Linked DNA regions of Mus musculus: regions 1 and 3 are each linked to region 2. The links are chromatin contacts, called in public Micro-C and promoter capture Hi-C maps. All regions are on one chromosome and are shown on one strand. Each heading gives the region's core, a stretch centred on a gene start, on an enhancer-like site or on the middle of the called end of the contact. The rest is flanking DNA. Distances are from core to core; before and after follow the strand shown. Region 1 holds the start of Slc38a10 (solute carrier family 38, member 10). Region 2 holds the start of Faap100 (Fanconi anemia core complex associated protein 100). Region 3 holds the start of Pcyt2 (phosphate cytidylyltransferase 2, ethanolamine).

Region 1 (3,517 bases), core at 240-2,739, 230 kb after region 2:
CTGAGCAGCCCCTTCTTAGGGATGAACATCAGATACATGAATATGGAAACACAGAAACGGGTCAGATAGATTGTGGACAATGACTTCACTTACAAACGATGAATACAGACACTTAGTATTTTGGTTTTTTCTTTTTAAAGATTTATTTATTTAATGTATATGAGTACACAGTTGCTGTCTTCAGACACACCAGAAGAGGGCATTGGATCCCATTATGATGTGGTTGCTGGGAACTGAACTCAGGACTTCTGGAAGAGCAGTCAGTGCTCTTAACCACTGAGCCATCTCTCCAACCCTATTCTGGCTTTGTATTCAATTACTCCTTTTTTTTTTTTTTTGTTCGAGACAGGGTTTCTCCACGTAGCCATGGCTGTCCTGGAACTCACTTATGTAGACCAGGCTGTCCTCAAACTCAAGAGAGCTGCTTGTCTCTGCCTCCTGAACGCTGGGATTAATGGCTCATGCCACCAATTGCTCTTTCTAGCTTTTCCTTTCTCTCTCTCTCTCTCTCTCTCTCTCTCTCTCTCTCTCTCTCTCTCTCTCTCTCATCTCTAGAAGCTGCTCTGCCTGATGCTGGAAGAATTTGTCCCTTGTCTGAGATCTTGCATGGGCCTCAAATTGTTTTCTAGGAGAGCCTCTTTAGGCAGCTTGAAGTTCCTCCTTGCATGCACAGCTCTGGCCTCCTGGAATCATTGTGGGGTCTTTCTTGGACCTCAGGTCCCTAGGCCTTCATTCACCACAGACACCACCATAAAGAACACTGCCAGGTGCCAGTAATCCACTTAGGTGTTGGAGCGTTCTCTTTTCTCTAGTCTCTTTAATGTCCATTACTCCAGGAAGAATTCTCATTAGTCCTTCCAGTACAGAAGCCACCATCTCTTGAAATCCTAGATTTCCCTAGTCTCTCCTTTTTACCTTTCCTCTGGTTTTCTTTCATATTAGGGCAGTAGACCATTTTCACCCACTTAGCGTATCAAACAGACACATCTCCATGCTCCCTCCTCCAGGCTGTTGTGACTTTGCTGAGTCTCTGAACCTCCCGGTGTCCCGATGATTTTTATCTGTAAAACGTTAAGTGCTAATTTTGTCCCAATAAGTTGGCATTCAGTCTAGACAGGTCCTCCAATTGTGACCCAAAATCCTTCCTGTGCGCAAGGACCTGAAAATTAACCCTCAAGAGCCCACTCCTCACCTGAAAGGTAGTCCTTCTCTTTCTCTCCTGTTGTTCCACTAGAGGTTGTACCCAGCAAATGACTCTTCTACCAGCGGCCACAGTCACTAGTCTAAGCCTGGAACCCCTAACCCAGATTGTAGCCCCGCCCTGATTCAGACCCCGCCCCACGTCCCGCCGTCCCTCCCCCCACATACTTCTTATTGGCCAGAGTTACGCCTAGCTCCGCCTCTGGGCCCACCCAAACCACGCCTCCTCGGGCATACACACCTACTTCTAGTTGGCTGGCGTCCCGCCTCATCCCGCCCTTTGATACCGTCACTTCCTGGTAGAGTAGGCTCCGAAGGCGGAAGTTTGGGTGCCGGAGGCAGCGAAGCGGAGCTGAGGTGTTGCTAGCGTTGCCTGCGGCGCTTCCGGGTTCCCGCTTCACTCTGGGGAGGCGGAGGCGGGAACCTGGAACCATGGCTATGAGGCTGCTGCGGAGCCTGGCAGGGTCTGGAGGCTGACCTCGCGACGCCTGTCCGCGGCCCCCCCTGCTTCAGGTTTAGGGTTATCTAGGGTCGCTCTGTCCTGGTCCCTAGACCCTCAAAATGACGGCCGCCTCCACCTCCAAGTGGGGGCTGATCACGAACGTGGTGAACAGCATCGTGGGCGTCAGCGTGCTCACCATGCCTTTCTGCTTCAAGCAGGTGAGTCGAGGGCGCGGGGGCATCAGGTTGAAGTGCTCGTTTGGTGGGAAGGGGGTGTGAGCACCGCGGGTCGGGAAGAGACCCAAGCAACGTCCCCGAAGCGAGTCGCGGTCCGGATCTGCGCGCTCAGCGGTTGCTCACACTGTACGGAAAGGCACAGAGAAGGATACGTTAGCGGATTGATAGTGGTTTTGTTGGTCCTGTTTTTGACTCTGACCGACTGCATGGCACGGAAGCATGCCGGTCCTCGGCTTCGGCTACTCACCTTTACTCAAGGCGATTTAAAGCATTCGTTTGGTCTGATCTGTATCATGTGTCACCGCAGTTGGAAAAGCCGGCATACAAAAAAGTTTGGTGTTATTTCTGTGTTGAATGCCACATGAAAAGATGGTCATTTCTACGTGGCTTTGTTGTGTCTGCCAGTGAGTTGCGGAAGCAGATGGAAACGTCAAATTGGGTAATGACTCTCTTAACAAAGGGAGTGGCGGGGTTCCCCGTCGCTCATCCATGCCACGCGGGCTGCTGTCCTGTTCTATTGAAACAGTGGGTTATCAAGGCAGAGACCACTCCTCCTATCTGATGACTCCCAGGAGATGAGGTGGAAGATTAATCCGGGATAGACATTTGGAAGTGAAAATGGGTTGTTGATAATTTAATAGTAGACTAACAACTACTTCGTGTGTTTTGTCGTTCACATCCCAGGCTAAAAATAGAAAACAAGTTTTTTTAATCAATGAGTTTTTGATCCTCAACAACCTATCCTGATTGAGACTGTATCTAGGGTTCCCGGGTAGGGTATTTGATATGGTTAATAGATGTAGACAGGAGGACAGAGCTAGATCCTCTGGGGTGACATCTGTGTTGTGAACCCCAGTGTTGAGTTGTTGGGGGATGGTTTTGGGTGTCTTTGGAGTGCCTACGTGTCCCAGTGTCCATGGAAACTGTCTGTCAGCAGAATTGCATCCTGGGACTTGAGTGTTGGCTGGTTTCGAATCTCCAAGTGAACTCTGTCATCCTTGCTGCCTGTCTGTGAAGTGTGACTGACCCTTTACTGGGGTCTGTCATAGCTGACTGGGAAATTAGCTGTTTGGGCTCAGGTGGTTGAGCAGTCTCTTGTGGAGCCTGGCTGTGCACAGGTGCTAGGCCTCTACCAGAGCAAACGGAGATGATGAGCCCAGTGAAGATCTGCTTGGGGAGAGCTTGGAACCCAGTGCAAGAGAGACCAGAAACAGTCAAACTGTGCCTAAAACCTGTCAGTTCCTATCACTAGATTGTTATCTCCTCCGGAGCCTTGGGGCAAAGCCATGAGTCCAGCAGAGTGGGGAATGTCTTAGTGTTTAGGGGGAGCTAAAAAAAAAAACCAAAAAAAAAACAAACCTTTGGGTTTAGAGCTAGTTTGTTTAGTGATTCCGGCAATTAAAAAGGAGAAACATTTTATTGTATTTAGTGTGTGGAAAACTGCATATATTTTAAATGCACACTTGATGAATTTTCATGAGGTAAAGGAACATATGTACCTTACTGTACACTTGAGGAATTCCATAATGCTGGCACACTTACCAGTTAGTTGTTCCCACCCACCAGAAGACGACTACCTGTTGCTCGACTGTGCCAGAGGTTGGATGTGGCTTGGTTTGACTTGGAGGAGGTGGGGTCA
Region 2 (3,816 bases), core at 984-3,483:
AATCACACTAGCACCATTACATGCTGGGCAGGTGCTGGGCAGCACAGACGCTGGAGACCTGTTTGCCACTGCTTGTCCCCCATTCATCTTTGTCTACAAAGTTAATTACGTTCTCATGTTCTGGCATCCACATAATTCTTGTTTTCTCTGACTTATAGCTAAAGAAATTTTTGTGGTTTCTCTGCTTATGGTTTTGAGTTACTCTTTGTTCAGTAATGCACTTTATTTTATTGTCCAAAGAGAGTCAAGCTAAAGCTACCACCTTGGGGTGAGCCCTACAGAAGGTTCAGACCCGGGCAGCTCAGCTACCTCCTTCTACATGGAGGTGGCCCTGGTCCCACCTCTAATCCCTACTGTCATCAGGCACTACAGCCCAAAAAGAGGTGCTTGTGAGCACACCCACCCAAGTGAACCCAGTGGCTGCCATGGTCCTCTTCAGGCTCAGAGATGGGTCTAGCCCTGGCCTTGCTCTGATCAGCCTGCTCCTGGGGCATGGGTGCTCCCGCTTCTGCTCTGCTTGGGCTCACAGGTATGCACTGGCTGGGTGTGGATGAGTATTTTTCTGACCCCAGCCCTGCAGTGGAACCTAATAAAAGCACCTGAAGCGATTGTCCTGCTCCCAGTGCATTGTTCCTGTGCCCAGAACCACAGTCCACCGGTGTGGCATGGATGTGTTGCCTTGTAAGGACAGTCCTGAGTGTTAGAACCTGGTGTGCAGAAGATAAACTGACGATGCTTCCAACCCTGGAGGTGACTCCGATGCTGCAAAGAATTCATCTCCCACTTGTTTCCACTCAAGGTGTCTTCAGAGCAGCCTGGGGCTTGGGCTCAGATCTGTTTCAGAGACCACTCAGAAATGATAAAATAGGTCCAGGCTTCACCCTTGGGTTAAAGTTGGTTTTTGTTTTTTTGTTTTCACTTAATTTACAGCTGGGCATAGTGGTCTGTGCCTTTATTCCCAGTACTCTGGAAGCACAGACAGGCTACAACTATAAAGCCTAAGAAATAAATATTTGGGGCTGGGGGGTGTCCAGTTCCAGACAGAGCTTTTTGTTTTTTGTTTTGTTTTGTTTTCATAAGCGTTGCTGTTGTAGAACTAGCTTTGTAGACCAGCCTGGCCTTGAACTCAGATCCACCTGCCTCTGCCTCCTGAGTGCTGGGATTAAAGGTGTATACCACCACACAGCTTTTATTTATTTAATCGTATGCTTTTGTACACATAAATACCTTAGTAAAAGATGTAGGAGCCCCTGGAGCTGTTGGGGGTTGTGAGCTTCCCTATGTGGATGCTGGGAATCAAACTTGGGTCTTCTGCAAGTACAGCGTGTGCTCTTACGGCTGAGCCGTCTCTCCAGCCCCAGGATGTTGTTCTGACATCTACACTAGGGTTACACTATGCTCTCTAAGTTCACAGGACGTTTTGTGCCTGGTTGTGACCCCACACACCTTTGTAGATTTGTCCGCTGTAATTTTCAGATGAACGTTCTTTTAAGAGTCAAGGTTGCCTGCGCTGGCTCCGAACTCAAGTATTCCTGCCTTCAGCCCTCCGAGTAGCTGCCACTTCAGAAGCATAGGCAGTGGTGTCTAGTTTCTGATGAGTGCTCTGGAAGAGTAGTATTTCATCTTGTACTTGGAGCCTCATTCCAGGGTAGGATTCTCCGCCTGCTCCCTCAGGGAGCCCCAAGAAGAGCTGTCATTGAAGAAAATGTGGTTTCCCTTAGACCCAGCTCATTAGGGTTTTCAGCATCCTCTGCTGTAGAATCACATCCTGCCGCGTTCATGAGTGGAGCAAAGGCTCTTCTGGATGGCTGGCCTGAAGCACCTTTTTCCCTATCAAGGGACTGAATGGTGTGCTGTGCCACCCTACTCCTGAAACCCCGTGCTATACGGGTGGTGCTCTCAAGTGCTGTCACAAAACGGTGCCAGGGCAAGTGCTGCATACAAGCCTTGCACCAGAGCAACCTCTGCTCAACAGGTAGGTGATCCGAGGCAAGGGCCCTGACGCGGGCCCCAGTGAACTTGCAGGACTGCATTATTTGGCTACCCTCTGGCTTTGTGCCTCCCGTTGTGGCTCTTTGCTAAGCCACGGTGTTTGGGGGCGTTCCCGCCCTCTAGCGGACCGTAGAGCAACTGTCCCCGCCCCTGCAGCAGGCTCCGGCCACGCCTCCGCAGCGGCCGCTTTACGGCGGAGGCCGCGCCGCGCCGTGGGCGGCCGTAAAGCCTGGAGGCGGCACCGCCCCTCCGGGCTGAGCTCTGGCCCGGCGCCCGCAGGATGGCGGGCGCTTCCTCGCGCGTGCACTACCTGTCGGACTTCTGCTGCCCGCTCGGAGGCCGAGCGGCGGGGAAGCCGTTTGTGCTGCGGCATGAGGCTGAGGTCTTTCTGTCCACCGGACGCGAGTTCGTCTATGTGTATGACCAGGAGGGCGGGCTGCTGACGGTGAGCGGAGGGCGGGAGGGCGGGCGGGCGGCGCCGTTCCGAGGTGAGCCGGGGCCGCGTGTGCCCTCGCCTGACCTCGCTCTCCTGGCGCCCAGGCGGTGTACCAGTTTCCCGACCAGGTATGGCACCTGCAGCTCCTGGCCATCCGCAGGGCACTCTACGTCCTGTGTGCCCGGACTGGCATCTACTGCCTGTCGTTGGACTCGCTGGACAGGTGAGGGGGCGTGGCCCCACGCGGCCGGCCAGTGACAAGTCGGGTCCCCAGGGAGGCCGGCTTTCATGTCCTCCTAGTTGTGAGAGGTTTGTCCCAGTAGTAGTCCCTTTGACGGCCACTGACAACACACTGGGGTAGGAAGCAGAGGACTGCGGTCTAGGCCGCCCATTCCCGCTCTCTAGTACCTGTGCATATGCAGGCGTGGCAGTTGTGTCTGCTTTTGTGAAGTTCTTAGCTGTTGAGGCTCAGGTAGTGAAGTCTGCAACCAGGAGCACCGCTATCACTGCCCTCCGGTGCCTGGCAAGACCTCTTGGAAGTGGGTCTCAGAAGACGGTGTCTCTGGCAAGCAGTGAGTGGCAAAAGCTCGTGTCCCTTGGCTTGTGCTGGAAGAACTCACCGTGCACAGCCCAGGCAGCCTTGGGAATAGTTCCCAAGCTGCCTCGATCTGCAGAGCTATGTTTCTGGCTGATCCTGTGTCAAGCGTGTGTGTGTGTGTGTGTGTGTGTGTGTGTGTGAGAGAGAGAGAGAGAGAGAGAGAGAGAGACCTACCTGCTGAATGGCCTGTGATGTCTCCTGCCTAGCCTACTCAGAGCAAGTCAGGTTACTGCTGAGCACGGTGTGAGTCTACCCCACCCAATACTGACTATGCTTCCATTGTTCCTGAAGGTCTGGGAGCCAGGCCTGTGAGGACAAAGAGGAAGCGGCTCCCCCCTACCCTGTGATCCATGTGGACCCGGATGCGTGTGTCCTCCCTGACGCTGCCCTCTGTGCCTTCACCGTGCTGGATGATATGCTGGTCACCCTGGCACAGGGCCCCACCCAGTGGAAGATGCAGCTGTTTGAGCGTCCCTGTGCAGGGGAGGAGCCTCTGCCCAGAGGCCAGATTGGTGAGGTGGAGTTGTCCACTTGCACCCCACCAGGTGGGGTGCCAGAGAAGCCTGCAGCCCCCCGCTTCCTGCCCGTGCTGTGCTGCGTGTTCCCACCAGACTCCAGGGCACCTCATGGTCACCCCCAGGGCTGTGGGTGCTTCACGCTGGAGGAGGCTCTCTTTGGTCTACTCTTTGGAGTCGATGCCACCCTCCTGCAGTCCCCTGTGATCCTCTGCGGTCTCCCTGATGGCCAGCTTTGTTGTGTGGTCCTGAAGGCCTTGGTTACTTCTGGGTTA
Region 3 (3,535 bases), core at 615-3,114, 240 kb before region 2:
GAGTGAAAAGTTTACACTTTCTTTCTCTGTGAATTTTCAGGGTCTTATAGGGGAAATCAATAACTTCTTTTAATCAAAGGGTTCAAGAAATTAAGGATCCCTTCACCTCTGGGCCTGGCAATTCTTGTATGTTATGTTTGTGGTGTTCTGTGACGTGGGCCTCTCCTGTGCCACATTGTTGATGTTGTTATTGGTTGTTGTTGTTGTTTTTTTTTTTTTTAACATTAACTTAGCTCATTTTTTAATCAGTGCTTACTTTTATCTTACGTTTATAATATGTGGTTCTACATTTCAATCAGACACATGATTTCTTCATGGTGTAGTCTGTAGGCCACACCTCCCCAGTCAACCGGCCTCTTCCCGCCCCCATCCCTGTCACGCAGTCTGGGAAAGGGAAAAGGGTCTGGTCCATCTGCCCCTATCCATACAAGTGAGAGACGGGGCCCAGAGTTGCTAGCAAGTTATCCTTGGAGGTGAGGCCATCCTGTGGCTAGCACTACCCCTTCCTATGTGTGCAGCTCCCACCAACAGTGGGTGAGACAGAAGAGGCTGTCGAGCGAGGGCTGCTGCTGCCCTGAAGACTTTCCCCTGCAGCTTGGTGTCCCCTGCAGCTTGGTGTCACTGACGCTGCTTCCAGCCAAAGCCCAGATTAAGACATAGGTGGGATGGCAGGTGGCCTCAGACAGCTTTCCTGTGCCTGGGAGGGTTGCGATTCGAGGGGTTTTCAGACCTGCCTGATGCTGCTTTTCTTTCTGTTAGGTGGCAGGATCCAATCTTCTCCTTGGCGACCCCCCTCCGTGCTGGTGAAGAAGGCAGCCACAGTAGGAAGTCACTATGCAGAAGCAGAGAAGAAGCCCCACCTGGGGACCAGAGTGACCCCCTTGCCTCAGCTCCCCCTATCCTAGGAGGCTGGTTTGGCAGGGGTTGTGCCAAGCGTGCAAAAAGGAAGAAAGTGGCATAGCCCGGAGTTGACAAAGAACAGTTGGCACTTTGCAGATGGCTTGACCCTTGTTCAGGGGCTCCGCCCGTGTCGCCGTGAAGGCGAGAGTGCCCCCTCCGGCTCTAGTGGGTGCCGGCTTCGCGGTGACGGTCGTCTTTAGCCATTTGTCCTTGTGGAAAGGCTCTCTTGCACTGCTGTGACTGCCCCGCTATGGGCTTGATCTTCAAGGACACCTCCCTCCTGTTCACCCCTGTACAAAGGTGGCAGCAAGGCCTCTGTGAGAAGAGCTCCGGCCCTTCCCAGGCCTGGCCAGCAGGAGAGTCCACCACTGCCTTACCTCACTCTCCAGGCTAGTCTCAGGGCCTCCCTCTTTCTACTCCTTATCACGTACAAGTGTTCACTTTATAGAAGCCTTTTTCTGTATTGGGTATGCGGCACAGGGAGAATCTAACTAAGCCTCCAGTCTGAGCAAGTCTTATTAAACATCTCTCAATTGCTTTGGTGTCCCGATGACTGTCACACGCACCACCGAGGTGCCTGCATCTGAGGGCCTGCATCGAGGCGCTTTTGAAGAACCCAGCCCCTGAAAATGCTTTTGGTTGGTTGGTTTTTTTGAAACAGGGTTTCCGTGTGTAGCCCTGGCTGTCCTGGAACTCATGAGATCCTCCTGCCTCTGCCTCCCAAGTGCTGGGATTAAAGGGGTCGCCACCACTGCCCGGCTCCTAAGAATGCTTAAGGCACGGGGTGAGCTGCACGCACAGTTGTGGTGCTAACCTGCCCCGTTCGTCTGTGGAGAAGTCAAATGCCAAAGCCCGGGCACCTGCAACACAGACCATTGGCCGCTCGATCTGGGCGGAGGGGGGTGTGGCCCGGCTGGGGGCGGGGCCCTGGTTGGCGCACGCCATTGGCTGCGCCAAGCGGGTGAGATCCGCGTGAGCACGCGCAAGCGTCGAGGGCGGGGCGACGGTACTGTGTGTCGCGGGAGCCGCCAGGATTTGCGGGGGGCCTCCGGTGCCATGATCCGGAACGGGCACGGGGCTGCCAGCGCTGCTGGGCTGAAGGGTCCGGGAGATCAGCGCATCGTGCGGGTGTGGTGCGATGGCTGGTGAGTGGGGCGACGAGGGGAGGGCGGTCACCTGGGCGTCACGCACCGGCCGTTGGCGGAACCGGAGTCTTCCGAGGCCGCACGAGGCAACCTGGCCTCCGGTCACTTAGGAGTGTAGCGTACAGACACGGGTGCATCAGACGGTGCGCTCCCCGAAAACCGGAAATGCGGCTGTCTGTTCGCCTTGGGCATTTACCCAAATTACCTGGGCTGGAAGGCTGTGAGCTTCTCTGGCAAATCAGCCCGTGACGTCTCCAAGAAAGTCCTGGAGCTGTCAACAAGCCGAAGAGATAAGATGTTGGCCTTTCTATAACTTACCATCTTCAGCCCTTCGTCGTGCCTACCCCTGGTGGATGAGAGGCATTCGGAATGGTCACCAGGGCTCCTCAGGGCATTCATGGCGGAATAGGCTAGACTTTGTGCGTTTCTTGTTTGTCTTTGGTTGGTTGCTGAGGATGGGAACCATAGCCTTGTGTGCTATATATGTACAGGCAAGTGCTCCATCACTGAATTACAACTTCAGTCCCCTTCTGTTCTTTTGCACCTGAGTCACCAGCTTTGACTTCGTGTCAGTGGACTATGACCTTGGCCCCACCATGGTGCCACAAGCCCAGATGCAGACTCTGACCTTTGATCTAGCCCTGCCTGTCTAGTGGGCACAAGGGCTGTCCTGGAATTTGCCCGTTATCATGTCCCACCTCCCACCCCGTGCACTGTGGTGTTGACATGATGATAGCCCACTAGGGCTCTAGAGGAAGCAGAGCAGAACCTATGGCCCAGCACTGGCCCATGGCAAAGAATACAGGTGGTCCCAGGGATATCCCACTGGGATATCCTCAGTGTCCAGCATATTGCTGGCTTCTGCATAGCTTGACCTTGACAAAGTACTTGTGGCCAGACCTAGATTTGAGGATAAAAGCAGGTGACAGGCACTTGTTCTCTCAGAGAGCTAAGCCAGCCCTGGGGGTGGGGAACTGTCCACTTGTGTCAGGGTGGAAGTATCTGCTCCCAATGCAGGACTGATCTCTTGTTTCCAAGCTTGAGTGTGGCTTGTTGATCCAGGGGGACTATTCTTGTTTAGGGTGCAGGAGGTTCCATATTCAAATCCTAGATAATCTCTTGTATCTTGCGGGCTGGGAGTGTAGCTAGCTCAGCTGGTATTATGCTGGCCCAGCATGCACAAGGTCCTACATTTGTTTTGTAGCACCCAACAGTTGGCTTTGGGTGGGAATCTCAGCAGATGGAGTCAGAAGGGTTGAGAGCTGAAAGTCGCCGGGCGTGGTGGTATACACCTTTAATCCCAGAATTTGGGAGGCAGAGGCAGGCAGATTTCTGAGTTCAAGGTCAGCCTGGTTTACAAAGTAAGTTCCAGGACAGAAAAAAAAGGGTCAAGAGTTGAAGGTCGTCCTAGGTTTTATAGTGAGTTTGAGGCCAGCCTGGGCTACATGAGACCTTATTGTCTTAAAAAAAAAAAAAGAAAAAAAGAAAAA

Evidence for each region. Promoter capture Hi-C pulls out the DNA fragments that hold promoters and counts their contacts. Hi-C and Micro-C count contacts between places; a contact is called where the count stands out from the background.
Region 1: a promoter capture Hi-C map of neural stem cells shows a contact between it and region 2. The contact joins the promoter of Slc38a10 here to the promoter of Faap100 in region 2. A contact is called at or near these places in 3 of 39 promoter capture datasets (frontonasal cranial neural crest, neural stem cells and neutrophils), 1 of 484 Hi-C or Micro-C datasets (CD8 T cells), 8 of 115 datasets of contacts at active chromatin or transcription factors (astrocytes, bone marrow-derived macrophages, effector CD8 T cells and 5 more) and 3 of 9 other capture datasets (adipose tissue, liver and macrophages).
Region 3: a contact with region 2 is called in a Micro-C map of stem cell-derived neural progenitor cells, with 2.5 times the contacts expected there. The contact joins the promoter of Pcyt2 here to the promoter of Faap100 in region 2. A contact is called at or near these places in 1 of 39 promoter capture datasets (embryonic stem cells), 3 of 484 Hi-C or Micro-C datasets (embryonic stem cells and stem cell-derived neural progenitor cells), 2 of 115 datasets of contacts at active chromatin or transcription factors (extraembryonic endoderm stem cells and pancreatic cancer cells) and 3 of 9 other capture datasets (adipose tissue, liver and pancreatic islet).

The regions. Positions count from the first base shown.
Region 1 is chr11:120,149,323-120,152,839 of GRCm38.p6, reverse strand. Slc38a10 (solute carrier family 38, member 10) reads left to right here and starts at 1,489. Exons shown (of 17, transcript NM_024249.5): 1 at 1,489-1,860. The coding sequence starts at 1,762. It overlaps Gm11769 (a long non-coding RNA gene), which reads right to left and starts at 2,433. Exons shown (of 3, transcript XR_389232.4): 1 at 2,126-2,433; 2 at 1,442-2,002; 3 at 119-1,061.
Region 2 is chr11:120,377,163-120,380,978 of GRCm38.p6, reverse strand. It overlaps Faap100 (Fanconi anemia core complex associated protein 100), which reads left to right and starts at 2,233. Exons shown (of 10, transcript NM_027980.2): 1 at 2,233-2,437; 2 at 2,533-2,651; 3 at 3,318-3,816. The coding sequence starts at 2,273. It overlaps Nploc4 (NPL4 homolog, ubiquitin recognition factor), which reads left to right. Exons shown (of 17, transcript NM_001195023.1): 17 at 1-1,181.
Region 3 is chr11:120,616,274-120,619,808 of GRCm38.p6, reverse strand. It overlaps Pcyt2 (phosphate cytidylyltransferase 2, ethanolamine), which reads left to right and starts at 1,864. Exons shown (of 14, transcript NM_024229.3): 1 at 1,864-2,045. The coding sequence starts at 1,957. Sirt7 (sirtuin 7) reads left to right here. Exons shown (of 10, transcript NM_153056.3): 10 at 760-1,438. The coding sequence ends at 961.